Regions from separate parts of the Mus musculus genome. Here regions 2, 3, 4, 5 and 6 are each linked to region 1. The links are chromatin contacts, called in public HiChIP or PLAC-seq, Micro-C and promoter capture Hi-C maps. All regions are on one chromosome and are shown on one strand. Each heading gives the region's core, a stretch centred on a gene start, on an enhancer-like site or on the middle of the called end of the contact. The rest is flanking DNA. Distances are from core to core; before and after follow the strand shown.

Region 1 (2,985 bases), core at 469-2,968:
TTTGGGAGAGCGGTGTCATCCTAAAAATCAGAAGTTGGTTTTCAGCCAGGCGCTAATACAGGTAGGTGTCTAAGCCCATCTGTGGCCAAGGTCAGAGTCCGGTGTCTGAGCTCTTGCCAGAGGAACTCTCTGATGGGGAGAGGGAGGAGATATTCAACATTGTATTCTGCCCTCGAGGTTCGGTTGGTTTTCTCAGAAGCCACTGCAAGGAATGAGAAACACTAAGCCCTGGATGGGGACCAGCTGAGGGAATGGGGAACCCAAGACCTCCACAGCTCAGAATTCTCCCGTATCTTCTTAGAATCTTTCAGGTGGACTCTGGGGTAAGCCCAGGGCCACAGGCCTAGCTGTGGGTAGGGATTAGAGCCCAGCAGGAAACCACAAGGGGACTGCCTGATTGGATAAGTGCAGGGCCCAAGGCTGGTCAGCCCGCAGACTGTGGGCTGTCTGTCCCTCTGACCATGGATACTGAGAGAGCCCAGCTTACAGCTGCTGGACCTCCAGGAAAGAAACGGAGGGGTGGGGAAGGGAGGAGAGCAGGGTTTCTATGCTAGAACAGAGCTTGTGGCTGGGTCATGCGTGACTACCTGAAGAGCACCATGCCCCTGGAAGCGCTTACTAGGGAGATCTTCAGATACTAGGCCCGCCAAACAAACATGACTTGGAAGAGTGGAAGCTTTCACCTACTCCAGCCCCAGGACTCTTAGCAACTCTTGGCATCGCACATTCGTATAGAACAGACATTAACCCTAGCGTTGCTATTACACACCGTGTGGTATGTGCAGGTTCCTGGCCTTTCTGAGCATCAGTTTTCCTATGTATTGAGAGGCACCAACAAGATTTCTAATTCCTCCAGCAGGTGGGTAAGACTCTGCCAATAAGAACTCATCGTACTCCTACAACAGCTCAGTAATCCGGGCCGAATAAGGGACATTCACTTACGCAAACTGAAGTCCCGGGATGAGGAAGAGTGCTACCCCTCGGCACAACCAGGGCAGTGGGCTGCTGAAGCCCTTCCCTTCTCTTAGCATCAAGCCCTTGCCCCACTTGCCCGCATTCCTTCCCGAAATTAAGTTTTCAGCTTTCCAGGGCCCAGTCCCTACTTGGTAGCCCCTTCGCGGGCCACCAGCCCCGCTCCCCCTAGCGGCTGGAGGGGGTGCGGGGGTCCGGTCCTGCAAGACGCGGTCCCGCCCACCCCACCGCTTGGTTTCCATTGGTAGCGCAACGGGTCTGGGCGTAAAGCCGTGCTCCGATTGGCCAGTGCCACCCGTCCGTCCGGCACTCGCCATGGTGACCACGTTGGGTCCCCCGGGAGAGTTCCACATTCCGCCCCCGCCTGCCATCCCCCCCCCTCCTGGCCCTGCCGGCATTCCACGGGCGCCCCCTCCCCCACTGTCCCGCCACGGGACCCGGCTTCCACGGGGATGGAGACGGGCCGGGGGACTCTAAGTGGGACTAAAAAGTTGGACTCAAGTTTGGGGTGCGGCGGGCGCCGCCCCGGCTCCTGTCCCTCGCTGCAAAGTTCTTCCCTCGCGTGAGCGGCTCCGAGACCGCAGCGAGTACCCTGTCGCGATGACCTCCCGCCCCGCCGTCCCCACTCACCTCGGGCCGGGGCTGGGATTCCGGACGTCCGAACTGCTGCTCTGGGTGGAGCGGGCGCGGGGCTGGCTGCGGCGGCCGTCGGGAGGCCGGGGGAGGGCCGCCAAGTCTCCTCCTCCTGCCAGGGGAGGGGAAGGGGAGCGGGCGGGGGCCCCTCGTGGGGCGCGGTTTGCTGCGGGTTGGGGCCAGGCAGCCGGACCCCCCTGGCCCGCCCAAGCATGGGGTCGCCCAGGCAGGATCCGCGTCCTCGGCTTTCCCGCCAACCACGGTCTAGGTGATCCAGGACAGGAGTGGGCACCATGACCCACGAGGAGCTTCACTTTGGTTAACTGCATTACTTCCAGTGCTAGCGCTGACACCGACTGGACTTGGGCCAGAGTCCATGTCCTCACTGGGCCTCGGTTTCCCTTTTTTGTACAAAGCGACTTCAGGCCTATAAAGGAGAGTGATGGGACCTACTCCCACTGTGGAGATTTTCCCTCTGGTGTGCGATGGTGCTTGGCAGAACCCTCTGACCTTCTTGTACACACCCATTAGGCTCAGGCTCTCTCTCTCTCTCTCTCTCTCTCTCTCTCTCTCTCTCTCTCTCTCTCTTTGGGATAGGGTGTCTGTAGTCTTGTCAGGGAAGAAGAAGGTCAAGATGGTATCTCCCCTTCACATCCTGCTTCGAGGTTGGTCTGTCTTGCCGACAGGACCAAAAGTCACAAAAACGCGTGGGCAGCTAAGCTGGGTTAGGTTATTGTCCAGAAAAGATAAAGATTATGAAGATAAACGAATCACATACTTCTTGGTTAAGAGTGTTTTAATTCTAATCATGGTCACGAGCATAGTGGTTTGTGAAGAGTGAATCACATACTGAATGTTGAAGGTTTTTTTCCCCCCTTACGGAGTTGAGCTATTATTGGTTTGCTGTAAGAGATTGTTTTGTTTTACCAAAATACCGGGGCTAGCTGGATATGGTGGTGCACCCCTTTAATCCCAACACTTGGGGCCTCTAATCCCAGCATTAGGGAGGCAGAGACAGAGGCAGGCAGATGTCTGCCTCACAGGAGTTTGAGGCCAGTCTGGTCTATCTACATAGTGAATTCCAGGAGAACCAGAGCTAGTAGAAAACCCCTGATTTACAAAAATAAATAAACCAAACAAACAAACAAACTAGGGCTTCTTCAAAAACAAGGATCCTTTGACCTTCCCCCCTTTAAGGGGATCCTGTGTGTATTTGGTGGCCTCCAAGGTCAGAAGAGGGGCTCAGATCCCTTGAGACTAAAGTTACTGATAGCTATGAGCTACCATGTAGGTGCTGGGAACTAAACTGGGGCCCTTTGAAATAGCATTAAGTACTCTTAACCACTGAGCCACTTCTTCAGATCTCCCCCCCACCCCCAG
Region 2 (2,881 bases), core at 60-2,559, 610 kb before region 1:
CCAAGAGAAGCCCTCCAGTACTTTTACTTCCTCAGGTGAATCCTGCCTTTGCCTTTGTACTTGCCTAGCTTTTATTTCTCCATCCTGACAGTGACTGTTAGAGACTCAGTCTGCATCTGTACCACAAACCACCCAAGCTATTCCTGTGCTTTTGTAGGGATGAGAAAGACAGTCAAGGAGAAAACATGTTTCTGCGCTGTGTGAGCGAGCTTGTGATAGAAAGTCGAGAGGTAGGTCAGCTTTCTCATCACCCTGGCTGGAATTTTTAGTGTGCTCTCATTCTACTCTGTGTGTGTGCTGTACATGGCCTAGAGGGGGAGGCAGGCAGGGCAGGGCTTGCTTTGGTTTCTTACACTGACAATACTGACTTCAGCCTCACTGTGTCCTAGTTGTGAGAGACCTCTCCTTTCCCTTTGCCCTAAGAAATTGTGTGTTATGTTTATTTCCTTGACCAGTAAGCTGAGTAAACCTTTTTTCCCCCACAGTTTGATATGATTCTTGGAAAACTAGAGAACGATGGAAGTAGAAAGGTAGGTTAAATGTGTCCTTGGTTGTCAGAATGTAGTTATACTGTAGGAGTCATCTGGATACATGAATTGTAACAAATGGAAGGATGAAATTATAAGCCCAACTGATAGCATTAATTAGTTTTACACACATTTTTCTTTCTTTAAAATTTATAAATTTGTAATTAGTGTTTTCATATGTTCTGTCTGACATTTTTCTTAAAGCTAAGGCAGCTGTATTTTTGACTCAGAAAACATGAAGAAAAGTTAGGGTTTACTCTGCCTACTCTCTCCAGATGGGAAAGTTAGACATGCACTTCACCTCTGAGTACTCAGAACTCCCCACCAACCCCAGAAATGCCATCTCCCAAGAGCCTTAGCAGCTCCTCTGGGACTTACCATGCCATGGGACACTGTAAGAGAAGGGCAGAAGCCCCATGTCAGGGCCCAGTCCTAACCCTGGCCCCCCTGGGTGCCCACAGCTACTCACTTTCCTGTGTAAACCTCATGGTTTGGCCTGGCGCCCAGATGAGGGGCCTGCCGGTACTGATAGTGGGGGCCATCTTCTTGGCTTTGTGTAGTATCTTACTCAGGTAAGACAGTCACCCACAAAGTGAGAACCAAAGCAGAAATAAAAGTGGCTAAGTACTTTCTTCAAGAGCACACAAGTGGAATCTGAGCATGCAGTGCATTTCCTGGGTTGAGGGGCAGGGCACTGGAATTTGGCCGAGCCCTGAAGGTGCCTTAGCATGCACGGTCAAGCACAGTGTTGCGCAGTCGGTCTTCCCTCCCTGAGTCCTGGGGCCTGTCAGACTCTCCTGATCGTGTGCCTGCTAGTGAGTGGTGACAGAGGCTATTTCAAAGTCCTCACCACCACTTCCTGCATCTGTCTTAGAAAGCAAATTGAAAGTCCTAAAAGTATTTTCTCATAACATCCTGCTTGCCAGCAAATTTAGAATCACTAATAGTTTTACCTACTCTTAGTCATTTTGGAAAATCTCTCAGAAACCACTAATGTGCCATAGCTGACTCCATAGTGCTCCCATTAACGTGCCCTGTCTTTTTCTGTGGTTATGGTGTGGGGCCTTATGTCTTCAGGAGAGCCGAGTCTGGCAGATGAAGACTGTTGACTAGGGCAACTGTTCAGCTGTGTGTTCCGAGACACAGTTGCTGCGGGGTGTTGAGTCTTTCCCTTCCCCTTGATATTTGTCTTGTCAGCCTGGAGTTATAGATAAGTTTACCAGTGACACAAAGCCTATTATCAACAAAGTTGCTTCGGTGGCAGAAAACAAAGGACTGTTTGAAGAGGCAGCGAAGCTTTATGACCTTGCTAAGGTAATGTTCCCTTTTCCTGACTCGGCGTGAATGCCCAAGCTCTGCACTACTGTCCCAGCTGAAACATGTTCTCTGGCGTAAAAATGGTTCAATCAGGGTCAAGTTCCCATTTTACAGAAGTCTAACTGTCCGAAAAGTATCTATGGCCAAATAACAGCATAATGAAAGTCTCTCCTGTAGACACTGTCAAAACCACTGTGGTTCCCGTGGTAGCTTTCTACAGTGGCCAACAGTGTGCAGTCCAAGAACCTGAGTTAAACGCATCTCCCTACGAGTATGTGATAAGCACTGATGACTTAGGTGATGTCCTGGGGCTGAAGAGGTGGCTCACGCTGCTCTCCTAAGAATTGGGTTTGCTTTCCAGCACCCACATGGTGGCTCACAGCCCTCCATAACCCCAGTTCCAGAGGATCTGGTACCTTTTTTGGCCTCTGCAGTCACCAGGCATGTACATGGTGCACATCCGTACATGCAGGCAAAAAAAACCATAAACACAAAAAGATAAAAATAAATAAATCTTTTTAAATAAAGATTTCCTAGGGGTAAATAGATGGCTCAGCATTTAAGAGCACCGACTGCTCTTCTAGAGGTCCTGAGTTCAATTCCCAGCAACCACACGGTGGCTCACAACCATCTGTAATGGAATCTTATGCCCTCTTCTGGTGTGTCTGAAGACAGCAACAGTGTACTCATATACATGAATTACTCTTTTAAAAAGACAGACAGACAGATAAATCTCCTAAATTTAAAAATATTGTGTTGAGGTCTAATTAGGACATAGGAAAATATGCAAGTGGTAGGTATATATTGGGTGATCTGTCCACACAACCCTGGTCTCAGAATATAGAGTAGTTCTGTTCATCACCCCAGAAAGTTGCTGGTTTTATTTTGCTTAATTAGTTTGTTCTTTTGTTGATTGTTCCCTGAATCTTAAAATCTTCAACAGAATGCTGACAAGGTGCTGGAGCTGATGAACAAGCTGCTAAGCCCTGTTGTCCCACAGATCAGCGCCCCACAGTCTAACAAAGAAAGGCTGAAGA
Region 3 (2,927 bases), core at 423-2,922, 760 kb after region 1:
AAAGGGGACTTTTGACTGCTAGACTTCAATACTTTGATAGCTGGACCTCAGCCTCGGGAGGAGGAAGTGATCAAATACAGGACTAGATCCTGATGGCACGCTTTTAGGAATGTAATCTAGTGGGGGGTTTAGCAAGGCAAGGAGAATGCGGGAGAAGGGCAAGGCCAGCCAGTCATGTCTGCCTTGTTCCGGCTGGTTAGAATCCCTTCAGCCACAAGCTGTAACATAAACAGGGGTTGCGTGCCACACCTGCAGCCATCAAAATCTCAGCGGCCTCCTCAGCGGGCAGTGGGGTTAATTTACTGCTGCTTCAGGTGTGGCCACCTGAAGCCGAGGCCTAAGGGCAAAGCACCTCTTACAGAGGCAGCAAAGTCAGAAGTGTTGTGGGCTGGCTTCTTGTGACATGCTCCTTCCCCGCACCCAGGGCCTCAGAGAGATCCTGATCTAGTGTACTTTCTCTGTGAGCCATCAAGACAGGAACCCAGAGGAAAAGGTAAGGGACACACAGGGCCTGAACGGAATGAGTCACCAGGACCTCTTATCTCGTCCCAACTTCGGGGTTGGTGATGCTCAGGGTTTGGGGAGTCAGAGAGACTTCAGGGCCTCTGACCCTCCTGAGGAACCAGTGAGATCGAGGAGGATAGAGTCCCTTTCCTTTCCTGCTCCGGGAGGGTGACCTGCAGGGAATAGGTTGTGGCCACCGTGTGGGTGGGGCCCTGGTGGGGACAGAAAGAACATCTTAGCCAGGAAGTTGCCTGAGTTCCTCAGAAACCTTCAGACTTTGCAAACAGGGGGAATGTTGGCTCCTGGACCACTGAACCCCAGCTTCTCCCCAACCTCCCCAGGGTGTCCCCTCAGACGGATGGGTGGGGACTGGAGGGGAAGAGAGGTAGAGGTGGTGGGAGTGAGCCAAGGTTCCCCGTGGGAGTCTCTGGCGCTCCCCGAGAAACGCTGGACAGAGACGGGACCCTCTTTGGGAGGTCAGGCGCTGCAGATTGCATCTGGGCCCCGGCCTGTGGGTCTTCTCACCGGGCCTCCCGCCCACTCCCACAGCCCGAGACAGCCCGAGACAGTCCAGCTCCAGCCACCAAGCGGGACGCGCAGCGCGCCCCACGCCCACCCACCCACGTGGGCACGCCCCCGCTGCGCGGCGCCCCGCCCCCAGCTCCCGGGGCTCGCTCGTGCGGGGAACCTGCACCGCTCGTGGGTGGCGGCGGCGGAGGCGTCCAGGCCCGGCTCCCGCCTCCGCGACCGTGTCGCTCGGCAGCCTGGGTGAGTCGCCGCGCCCTCACCCCTGGGATCCCCTCTCGGCGCAGCCACACCGCAGTCCCGCACCTTCTCTCCACCACCCTCACGCCCTGGCCACCTTCCCTCCCCCCGCCCCCCACGCGAGGGCGACGCCCTGTCTCCCAGCCTTCTTGGCTCGGATCCCCCGAGACCGCGGCTGTCGCCCGTCCGGCCGCGACGTCTGGGGGCGGTAGGCGTCTTTGTTCGCGAGGGGCCCCTCCCGCGCGGTGTCACACTCCCCCCCCCCCCCCCCGGCGCTCACCACGGCCAGGTGGCGGCGGGTGCCTTTTGGGGTGCGCGGCTGTGCCATTGGTGGATTTTTTTAAACCCTGCTGGAGGGGGCGGTGAGCGCACCGCGCTACCGGCTGCTGCTCCCGCCGCTCCCGCTATCCCGCCGCTCCTCTCTGCGGCTACTGCGCGCCTCGCCCCGGGCGGCCCAGCGCGCTCCACCGTCGCCAAGATGAAGGTGCTGGGACACAGGCTCCAACTGCTGACAGGTACCGAGGCTTGCCGCTCGCCGCTGCCGCTCTCCGACTTGGAGCGGGTTCGGGGCGCGGTGGCCCGGGTTGGAAGGGGCGCTCTCGGGTGCGCGTTCCCAGTTGAGCGAAACCTGAAGCATGCCGGGCTCTACTGAGCCGCGAGCGCCGGCGTCTGGGAGGGTGGAGCTCCACAGAGGCCCCCTGTGGTGTCCCGTCGACGGAGCTCCGATTAGCAACCCCAGGGGAGCTCCGGAGTTTTCCAATCAAATATCCCAAGTCCCCAGAGAAAGCAGCCCTGGGCCTCCTGGGGGAGCTGGGAGAACCTGTGTAAGGGCCTCCTCTTTTCTGTGATGGTCAGAGCCACCTTTCTCTCTGGGAAGAAGTTTCTTGCTGGAAGTAGAGTCAAGTGGACTAGGAAGATGGGAAGCTAGGTTGAACCGTGATGGCTCAGGCCATCCACCTTGGGCCCGCTCTAGAGAAGAAATTAGATGTCCCTCTGAGGGCATCCTGGGGCCAGTAGCTGGAATGCCTTGGAGAAACTGGATGCCTAGAGGAGATGGGAAAGGGAGCAAGGACAGAAGCCAGGTATCTATCGGAAGGTTACATGTTCCTCATACATGAAGTCCAGCATCAGTGGAGGCTTCCGTTCTCAGAGGGGAGGTGGGCACCTGGGCTGGAGGGAGCAGCCCCTGTCCAGATCTCACTGGACCATGCTGAGCCCTTGTCAGGTGCACACCCATGTATCCCTAATGAACATATTCCAAGAGATGCTTCTCAGCACTTGGGGTCCTGCCGCTGTAAGGTGAGGAAGGGGTTGCTCTGTGTGTGTGTGTGTGTGTGTGTGTGTGTGTGTGTGTGTGTGTGTGTGTACACTCAGGAAATGGAATGGGATATGGGGTAGGGATCTGAAAGGACCCAGAGATTAGAGCAAGTGGCTGCCTTTGAAGACCCAGACAGTGAAAGTAGAACTTTCTGTTCATGGAAAAGGGAGGTCACGTTCTAAGCTGGAGGAACAAAGGGTGTTCTGCATGTGCCCTAGAGTCTTGAGTGACTTAGTCTGGGAGTGGCCTGGCCCTGGAGGGTGTGTGTGTGTGTGTGTGTGTGTGTGTGTGTGTGGAGTGGTGGTGGATGGAGGTATAGGCAGGAAGTAGGCCAGGTGAA
Region 4 (2,966 bases), core at 451-2,950, 520 kb after region 1:
TGATAGACGCTCCGACACTTCTTTCCCATCTCAAAACAGCATGTTCTCCAGCCCTGTTCTGACTGCTTTACACCAACACTTCAGACAGCTCAGTTTCCAAGTTCAAGCAGCACACAAGCCTGCTCTCTCTCTGTGCCCTCTGGCTGTGCAGAACAGGCAAGATACCAAGGCTGGTGAGCACCCTCCCAACACTGCCAGGTGGACTGTCTCTGGGTTCTCCCTGCAGGTCTCATTTAAGAGCTCCTGCTGCTTCATTTCAAAGTGAACGAACACTCAGGAGATTGTGGGATGGGGGGAGCTAAGGGTCCGCTTCCTATGGGATACTCTTGACATAACTCTAGCTATGGATCTGAAAGAGTTGGTCAGACTGCTTACATACCAAAGGCCAGATCTTGAGGAACTCTCAACTGTCTTAGCCAAATGACAAGACACTCCCAACAGGTTTCTCTCAAAGCTGTCCTCAGAACACACGACTGCCTAGCAGTGACAAACAGAAGGCAATGCAGGTACTCTGTCAACCACTGTGTGTCTCAAAGCCCTTCTCTGTGAATTAGGAAAGACATTGTTCTAGTCCTACTACGAATAATCTTGACTTACTCCACCCATTCTATATACATCTCTATGAACACCACACTAGGCATATCACCTCTCTCCATCTTCCCCAGCCGAGGGCAGAACTAAAGATATTCCCTAAATCACCTGGCTTCCACATTAGAGTGACCACTTTATATTCAAAAACAAAACAAAACAAAAAAACGGTCCAGCTCACTGCCCCAGGAATCTTCATGAGAAAAGAAACGGCAAGGCATTTCATCTAGATCTTAATATCTCCAAAAGTGAACAGGGAAGGCCACCATCTCATGTGGCAAGCAAAAACACCATCCATTCTAGAGGACGGCTGGATAAAAATACAGAGGCTTGATACTGGCTCTCGAGAAGCCCCTAACAATCACCTTTTTGCAGGTTTCCCAATGGAGAAGGCCAGTACAGGAAGAATAGTACGGACTCTAAGTTACAGAGGGCTCGCAGCAAGTTCCAAAGGTTTGGCTGTCGACGGATGGAGCTAATGAATGGGATCAGAACAAGTCTGGCTTGGCCGGTGCTCAGGATGTCCGGGGAAAAGGCCCTCCGTATGGAGTGCAGCAACAGTGCTTGGCACCAGCGAACACATGCATGTCTTTCTTCAAAGTGCTATGCGTTTCAAGCTAGGCTGTGGGCACTCTGCCCCCATTCTACTGACCGGGACGTCAAGGCTCGGTAGCCACTCCATCACGTGGGCGGCTAGTCGGCCCCACCCCCGTCCCGCCCCCACCGCTCACCTTTTTGTCCCAGATCTGCAGGGGCTTGCTGCCGATGCTGTAGAGGATGGAAAGGAAGCCACTCTGGAACGTGTTCTTGAACATCTCGCCAGCCGCGGCCCCGCAGCCGCCGCCCTAGGCCCGGGATTGGAGATCGGCACCGAGCGGCGAAAGAGAGCGGGTGCCGCCGGTCCGAAGGTAGGACGCTGAGAGCTGCAGCCACTGACGGCGGGAAGCGGCGGCGTGACGCAGATCCGTAAGCCTCGGTGAGCACCGAGCCACCTCAGCACCGAAACCACAGCAACTGCCGCCCGCGCCGCCGAGCCTGCCGGAGAGGAGGCGGAGCGCCGCCTCGGCCCGCCACGGATCCCTCCGCACGCTTGGGCCCGCCCCTCGGAGGCGCATTGCCCAGTCCTGCCGCAGAAAGAACGGTTTCCGGTTCCTTCCGCCCTTAGGCCCGCCCCTTCCTGCCCCCTCGGGCGCGGAACTTGGTTGCCAAGGGACTATTCCCCGCCCCTCCCCGCCGGGGCCCAGACTTGGTTTAGAACAGCGGAAGGAGACTTTAAGTTTACCTCACGTGTTTACAGTGCCTGCGTGGTGTCATGGGAACCGGGAGGCGCGTGGAGGGGTGGAGTCATGCCAGACCCCTCCCCCGAAGGGCGGGAAGAGTGAGGAAGGTGGCTTTGTGCCAACGACAGATAAATATTATCCCTGGGTGTGTTGACTCCAGATTTTAATCCTAGTACCGGATTAAATCCCAGCAGAGGTAGAAAGATCTCTGAATTTGAGGTCTACATATCGAGCTCCAGGACAGCCAGGACTCAGAGACACCCTGTCGCAAAAAACAAATATTGGTTGGCCCAGGAGAACGTGTGAGCTAATGAACCAGTATTGATTGCCCAATTTACATCATCACCTTTAATTATCAAGTTACAGTGAATGAGCTGCTGTAAAAGCAATACTCTGGGGGAAAGCGTATCTCTTTAAATGCATTGATTCGAAAAGAAGAAAGCCGGAATATTAAGATATAAACAAAAATTAATAAAATCTTAAAAGTGGAATAGTTGAGTTGAACCGACAGCTGATTTTTTTAAAAAAAGTGTGTCAATTTCTGGAATATTGTAGGAAAGACATACGCTGTGTATTTCAAGTAGAAGGAAATCTCAAGTGTGGAAGACTTCCACCAGTCGCTGAGCGTCTTCCTAAATGGTGTTCCACCCAGGCCTGTGTTCTGGCGCACAGAAAAGAGTTTGAAGCACAGACGATCACTTTAGCAATTTTAACGATCATAGTTGCAAAGTTTACACATTTACTATGTGACGGGTATATGTGATGCCTTACCCTGTATTAACTCACTCTACCCTCACACCAAAGCTTTGAGTACTCCAGCCAGAATTTCTAGATATCGTGAAAACTATGTGAATCTATTACTATATAAAAATGAAACTTGTTATATGGAATTAATTTTTGCATGATATCTGGGAATTCTTTATGTACTCTAAGCCAAGTGAATAATTTATAGCTTGATTGTTTTTAAGTTGTTCAAAATATCCTCGGGGCTGGAGAGATGGCTCCGCTGTTAAGAGCACTGGTTGCTCATCCAAAGATCCTGAGTTCAATTCCCAGCAACCCCATGGTGGCTCACAACCATCTGTAATGGGAACTGAT
Region 5 (2,768 bases), core at 171-2,670, 720 kb after region 1:
CCATTGTGAATTGGGTAGCAGCAGTATATAAGAACTGGGTACATGCAGAAAATTGCCAGTAGTTACAGGACATGCCTAGCTCACACCCTGGGTCTGCTTCTGACCCGCTCTTGTCAACAAGCACATTAGTCATAATTGTTTTAGAGATAAGGCCTTGCCCTATAACCTGGTCTTGTTTCGACCCTGAGATCCTGTTGCCTTGGCTTCCCCAGTCCAGGGATTCTAGGCATGTGCCAGCATGCTTGACATTATTGCAACTTTTTAAAGTAGCTGTCTGGAATAAAATGTCTTAAACTGACTAGAGCAATGGTTGTTAAAAGAAGAGGAATAAAAAGTAAAGAAAGTGGTGTAAATACTTCAAGCATTCATGTGATACAAGTGTTTTTGGCAAGAAAAAGCAAGTGACTATTGCTTAGCATATGTAAAGTTCTAGTCCATATTTAGAAGGCTATTGCTTAAATGTAGTGAATTATGTAAATACATTAACAAATTATTTCATTCAAAACTAAAAAGGAATACAAAAGATGAAAGGCATGCTCGCCCCCTTTCCTGTGTTGCTCACAAACCACTACCTCAGGAATGCCCTCCTACAGTAGGTAAATTCGGTAGCAAATCTCGCAACAATCTGCCTCAACCTGTATTCATGTATGTACCGCCAAATCTAGGACCAAGCAACCAAGCAACCGTGGTCTTTCCTTTGTTCTCAGGTACTCTACCTGTGATCGCATTTGATATAGGAGCTCCCGCTTGCAGAGTGGCTGTGAAAAGACTAGGAAACTGGTCTAGTTTCCTCTTTCAGGAACCCAAACTGATCACCACACGAGGACTTTGCCAGTTGACAGTAGAGCAAGGCCCTGAACTTCAGATCTTCCAGCCATATATAAATCTACCACTCCATCTAGACTCCCACCCCACCTGAACCTACACCCGGCCAAAATACTACAAATAATTTGTAACTTAGCACACAGTTAAACATTTGGACTAGTGCTTGCGTTTTAGTTTCTTCTGTTGTTTTCAAAGACAATAATTAACCTACCAGTGAAAATGCAATAAAAGCGGGATTAATGAGGGCTGGAATACATAGTGTAAAATGATATTACTTGAATCCCCAAAGATGTTTTTAAATTCTATGTGTGTATTTAAAGGCTGCATGAACACAGTTCCGTTAGTACAGACACATGCTGTCCCTTCAATGATGTTCAAGCTTCATATACCTTCCCCAGCCTAGTCTACAAGCTGCAGGAGGACTTCCGGCCGACTCATCCAGGGCTTCCGCATTGGGCGGGGACACTGGACCCAATCTGTGACCTTATTGATTGCTTTTGCCTGAGCGGCCGCAGGCTCGCCGAAATCGACTGCTCGGGTCTGGCGAGTGCGGCGCGGGAAAGCGAGTTTGAAGCCGGCCCTAGTTCGCTGAGGTGGCGCGCCCTCCTCATCCCTGACTGTGCTGCGAGCTGCCATGTCCGAGGCGTATTTCCCAGTGGAGTCGGGCGCTCTGGGGCCGGAGGAGAACTTCCTGTCTTTGGACGACATCCTGATGTCGCAGGAGAAGCTGCCGGTGCGGGTCGAGACGCCCATGCCGCGCCTGGGAGCCTTCTTCCTGGAGCGGGGCGCGGGCTCCGAGCCGGACCATCCGCTCCCTCAGGTGAGGCGAGCCCGGCCGGGGCAGAGGTTTCCAAGATCTGGAGGCGGTGGGAGTCCTCGGGGGTCCCGGGAAGCTGCACAGCACTCGGAGGACTCTCCCGCCACCGATCTTAGTCTTCAAACTTTCCAAAGTCATTGGCTTTGGCTCCAGCCCATCATCTCAGGGTCTCTTGGTTCTATTCATGGTTTCCATAAAACTTATTTGAAGTTTCGAAGTCTGGGAACTGCAGATTGTCATGCGCACTCGGCACAATTATGACAGTGTCTGCAGCCTGTTTCCGAGGACCGACTGTCCATCAGGGGATGGGAGTCTGTGATGGGGGGATAAATTGTCATCTTCTCGCTTAGGCAATTCTACAAAGAGTGAGTACCTCAGCCAGGGTTCCACAGTAAGTCCGTGCTGGCTTAACCAAGGCAGTCCTCGGTAAAAGGTTGCTCATAACAATTTTCAGTGTCGCACTGAAAAATGGCAACTGCAGCTTCCCGTATTAAGCCTTTTGCCCTCCCATAAACCTAACAAAAGCTGGGTTAACAAAGCCAGGGTCCTCCAGTAAATGGTGAACTGGGATTCGAACCTTGGACTCTATGGCTTCAAGTACGAGTTTGTCCCAAGAGCGTAACTTGCAATGGTTACTTTCATTTCCCGTTAGGTCCTTTAAGTTTTGTTTGGAAGGGTATCAATTTTGTCTCTGTCTATTTCTAGGTACTTTTTCTCAAAGTAAAACACCACATTTTTACTTTTTCAACAACAGAAAGGCTCATTTTTGCTCCCTGGGCTGCTTCTCAACCTCACAGTCCTTTGTAAGTCGACTCTTCAGAGTCGACCGCCATGTTTTTGAAGAATATTCCAGGACTGGGGGTGAATCCTGGAGCGTTTCACATGCCAGGCAAGCATGCTACCACAGAGTTCTACCCCAAATGTCAACTTATTGGCTCCCCATTGTCATAGAGAAAGATTTAGGAGTCTTTTGTTTTTGTTTTTTTAATGTTTTTGAGACAGAGTTTCTCTGTGTAGCCTTGGCTGACATAAACTGGCTCTGTATACCAAGCTGGCCTCAGACTCAGCAATCCTTTTGCCTCTGCCTCCCTGATGCTGGGATTAAAGGTGTGTGTCACCACTGTAT
Region 6 (3,023 bases), core at 88-2,587, 530 kb before region 1:
GGACCACTGGCAAATGCCGCTGCGGTGAGGTGCAGGGTGTCCTCCAGAGAGACGCTGACGTCTCAGCCCCAGAATGTGATGGCATTTAGAAATATCTTTGTGAAAGATAATCGTTAAGATGAGGTCTTTAGCCACGACAATGCGAATGATACCCTTATAAAGGGGGCAGGGGAGAGACTGGACAGAGATACGCATAAAGATGATGCAGATACACTCACACCCGTGTATGTGCACGCACACAGGTGCACACCCGGAGAATGCCATGTGATCGGAAAGCTCGAGATTGGAAAAATACTCCCCAAAGCTAAGAAGTCCCAAGGACAGTTAGCAAACCTGCAGAACTTAGGAGAGTGGTACAGATTCTGCCCCCAAAGAAAGCAATGCTGCCCTAACCCCTGGTCGCAGACTTCCAGCCTCTACAGCTTCAAAATAAACTTCTGTTGCTCGAGCCTCCAGTTTACGACACTTTCTTATGGTTGTGTGACAAACTCACATAACCATCTCCCGAACAGGACTCTCCTATCACCTCTCTGACCTCTGTAAGCTCTGGACATGGCTGAAAACCCAGGTATCCCAACAGGATTGGGACAAAGATGGGCCGGAGCAATGCCAGTTTTGTTTTTCAAACTCAGAGGAAACACTGGAGCACTGCCTCTGGTCAGATTTCAGGTATCTGAGACCACTGCTGTGCTTGTCGCAACCCCAATTTAAAAGCAGCAGATGTTGTTAGTTCATAAATGATGACCCTTTCCAGTGTCTCCTAGAGGGTTTGTCAATCAAGAGGCACTTAGTGCCATTACTATAAGGGGTATGTTCCACACTTGATGCATCGTTAAATTTGCTGCAGGCACATTGGAAAGTGCCCGAATCCTTCATCCTCTCAGCTCAGAGCAACACAGGCCTGGTTTCTCTTCGCTTCTAAGGCCTGGTTAGTTCGTAAGGCTTCCCTGGATGCCAGGCTGCGCAGCCACCAGGGAAAATGCAAGCGGACAGACGTATGCCCAGGCGCCTGGGGTCAGAAAGGGCGGAGGGCCGCTTTGTGAGGGCACAATTTGCAGAGCCTGCTGATCTTGGGAGTCAGGCAGGCCGCCAGGCTCAGGCACCGCACGCATCCCGCGCTAAGGAGCCTGAACAGGACCAGCGCCCCAGAGGGCACCCTGACATGGCCGCCGAAGACCCGCTCCCGCGCCGCTGTCGGGACTCAGGATGACGCAACCACGGCGGGTTGCATCAGCCCGCACCCCCGCGCTTAGCCCGCCTCTCCGCCGCCTTTCTCCGGGCGCTGATTGGGCCACGTTGGACACTGACCTCTGTCTCAGCCAATGGATGGCAGCCACAGAGAGCGCTATCTGCGGAGCCCTGGCACGGGGCGCCCATAAAAGGTACCCGAGACGGGGGCGCGTGTCCCAAAGACGCCAAGTGTCGTTGTGTGGTCTCAGACGGCTGCGTCGCCGCCCGTTCGGCATCCCTGAGCGCAGTCGAGCCGCCAGCGACGCAGACATGGAGCCCGAGCCACAGCCCGAGCCGGTCACGCTGCTGGTGAAGAGTCCCAATCAGCGCCACCGCGACTTGGAGCTGAGTGGCGACCGCAGTTGGAGTGTGAGTCGCCTCAAGGCCCACCTGAGCCGAGTCTACCCCGAGCGCCCGGTGAGTGGGACCCCGGGGTGCCACGCCTGCAGGGTTGCCTGAACTCACCTGTCACACACCACAGGGCGCGAGTCTCCTTCCTGCCCAACCGTCTCCTGTGCCCCTCTGCTCGCCCTAGCGCTTGTCATCTCTTCTGGGCCTCCACCAGTCCGCGCTTGCCCTCTTCTAGCCCCTCATCTCTTCACCTCCCATTACACCTAACTCCCAAGGCTGTCACACATCTGCCCCACGTCCCTGTACCCTCTCCTCATCCTCCCAGGGAAACAGTAATTTGACCTTAATGAGTCATTTCCCCATCCGAGTCCCAGTGACCCTCCACAAACTACTAGGTGACTGACTGGGTGTTCCCAGTTCGGCTTGCATCTGATGGGTAGAAATAAGAAAAGTAAATGTTGCCAAACGAGACTTCTGGGTGTACCGAGGACAGACAGTATATGTGCCAGATTGGGCCATTGGCTAGAGGGTGGGGTGCGTGCCCAGTCACCAACTTCTGAAGGTCCCACGCCCATAGGCTAGACATGGCTCTTCTCCTGCAGCCTTCCGTTGACCGCCCCTCCCTGTCGCGCCGCACTTAGTCTCGGGGAGGAGCCCCCTTAACTTTCTAGCGAAGGATGACTGAGAAAGGAAGCCAGCAGCTGGAGTAGCCCTGAGTCTGATTTGACGACAACCGTGGGTCAGTTAGGAGACTTTCTTGTTCCGTGGGGTTCCCCACCCCTCCCCCTCCCCCTTTGGTTGACACATCTGTCAACAGCTCCCTAGCCCCGCCCACCCCTCCGGTCCCTGCCACGTGACGGAGGCTGTGCGCTGGACCTTCCTGTATTTACTTTGTTCTCTGATGTTATGTAAGTGTCCACGAGTACAGTTCTGGATCCGACAGGAGAGGGCAATCGGGTGGCTGCAGATGGGGACTTTGAACAGTGGCCTTAGAGCTCCAACCGGCAGTGGCGCGTGGGTTTCAGTTTGTTTTTGTTCCGAGTTGTCGGGAAAGTAAACAAGGCTTTTCCTTTTAGAATTGGCGAGGAACTTTATCACTTTGGGTGTAAGCGTCTAAGCCCCTGGAACTGGTCGGGGCAGTGTGTAGGATCTCCGTGGTTGTTTTCAAGAAACCAGGTGTTCTTGTTGGGAGGTGGCAGTTAGGTGCATAAATGATGCTCCTGTCGGGTCAGGTTGCATCATTTGTAAAAGCTGTTTTGAGGCCTGTTTTCCTCAGGTGAGGAACATTGGGCCCCTTGGATTTGAAGACCTAAGCTGGTAAATACCAGTAGGTCTCCTGGGTGTACAAATCTGTACCTTACAAAAATACCGGGAATGGACGCAGTGGTGCGCTTCTGTAATATGTCACTGGAGAGGCCAAAGCAGGAGGAGCATGTCTTGCA

What was found. Promoter capture Hi-C pulls out the DNA fragments that hold promoters and counts their contacts. A called contact is a pair of places that touch in the nucleus more often than the background predicts. HiChIP or PLAC-seq counts read pairs in DNA pulled down with a chosen protein or histone mark.
Region 2: a contact with region 1 is called in a promoter capture Hi-C map of hematopoietic stem and progenitor cells, with 2.6 times the contacts expected there. The contact joins the enhancer-like site here to the promoter of Ccdc102a in region 1. A contact is called at or near these places in 6 of 39 promoter capture datasets (the C10 cell line, hematopoietic stem and progenitor cells, liver and 2 more).
Region 3: a contact with region 1 is called in a promoter capture Hi-C map of embryonic stem cells. The contact joins the promoter of Ndrg4 here to the promoter of Ccdc102a in region 1. A contact is called at or near these places in 3 of 39 promoter capture datasets (embryonic stem cells, liver and pre-B cells).
Region 4: an H3K27ac HiChIP or PLAC-seq map of trophoblast stem cells shows a contact between it and region 1, with 3 times the contacts expected there. The contact joins the promoter of Cfap20 here to the promoter of Ccdc102a in region 1. A contact is called at or near these places in 1 of 39 promoter capture datasets (pre-B cells), 2 of 484 Hi-C or Micro-C datasets (embryonic stem cells and muscle stem cells) and 4 of 115 datasets of contacts at active chromatin or transcription factors (bone marrow-derived macrophages, memory CD8 T cells, pancreatic cancer cells and 1 more).
Region 5: a contact with region 1 is called in a promoter capture Hi-C map of pre-B cells. The contact joins the promoter of Gins3 here to the promoter of Ccdc102a in region 1. A contact is called at or near these places in 5 of 39 promoter capture datasets (frontonasal cranial neural crest, liver, maxillary cranial neural crest and 1 more).
Region 6: a Micro-C map of embryonic stem cells shows a contact between it and region 1, with 2.5 times the contacts expected there. The contact joins the promoter of Herpud1 here to the promoter of Ccdc102a in region 1. A contact is called at or near these places in 2 of 39 promoter capture datasets (pre-B cells and stem cell-derived epiblast-like cells), 2 of 484 Hi-C or Micro-C datasets (the N1E-115 cell line and embryonic stem cells) and 2 of 115 datasets of contacts at active chromatin or transcription factors (memory CD8 T cells and pancreatic cancer cells).

What each region holds. Positions count from the first base shown.
Region 1 is chr8:94,916,380-94,919,364 of GRCm38.p6, forward strand. It overlaps Ccdc102a (coiled-coil domain containing 102A), which reads right to left and starts at 1,719. Exons shown (of 9, transcript NM_001033533.3): 1 at 1,603-1,719.
Region 2 is chr8:94,306,117-94,308,997 of GRCm38.p6, forward strand. It overlaps Nup93 (nucleoporin 93), which reads left to right. Exons shown (of 22, transcript NM_001357266.1): 14 at 1-35; 15 at 158-230; 16 at 486-530; 17 at 1,725-1,841; 18 at 2,788-2,881. Among named protein-coding and RNA genes, the nearest start is that of Mir138-2, 17 kb to the right of the region's middle. Within about 2 kb of position 1,310, at least 63 of the 459 cell types and tissues checked have an H3K27ac peak or open chromatin away from gene starts, as enhancers often do. A contact at or near this core is called in hematopoietic stem and progenitor cells, where this site is marked.
Region 3 is chr8:95,676,600-95,679,526 of GRCm38.p6, forward strand. It overlaps Ndrg4 (N-myc downstream regulated gene 4), which reads left to right and starts at 1,673. Exons shown (of 17, transcript NM_001372423.1): 1 at 1,673-1,784. The coding sequence starts at 1,748.
Region 4 is chr8:95,433,169-95,436,134 of GRCm38.p6, forward strand. Cfap20 (cilia and flagella associated protein 20) reads right to left here and starts at 1,701. Exons shown (of 6, transcript NM_008187.2): 1 at 1,320-1,701. The coding sequence starts at 1,403.
Region 5 is chr8:95,632,139-95,634,906 of GRCm38.p6, forward strand. It overlaps Gins3 (GINS complex subunit 3 (Psf3 homolog)), which reads left to right and starts at 1,421. Exons shown (of 3, transcript NM_030198.3): 1 at 1,421-1,645. The coding sequence starts at 1,460.
Region 6 is chr8:94,385,092-94,388,114 of GRCm38.p6, forward strand. It overlaps Herpud1 (homocysteine-inducible, endoplasmic reticulum stress-inducible, ubiquitin-like domain member 1), which reads left to right and starts at 1,338. Exons shown (of 8, transcript NM_022331.2): 1 at 1,338-1,647. The coding sequence starts at 1,501.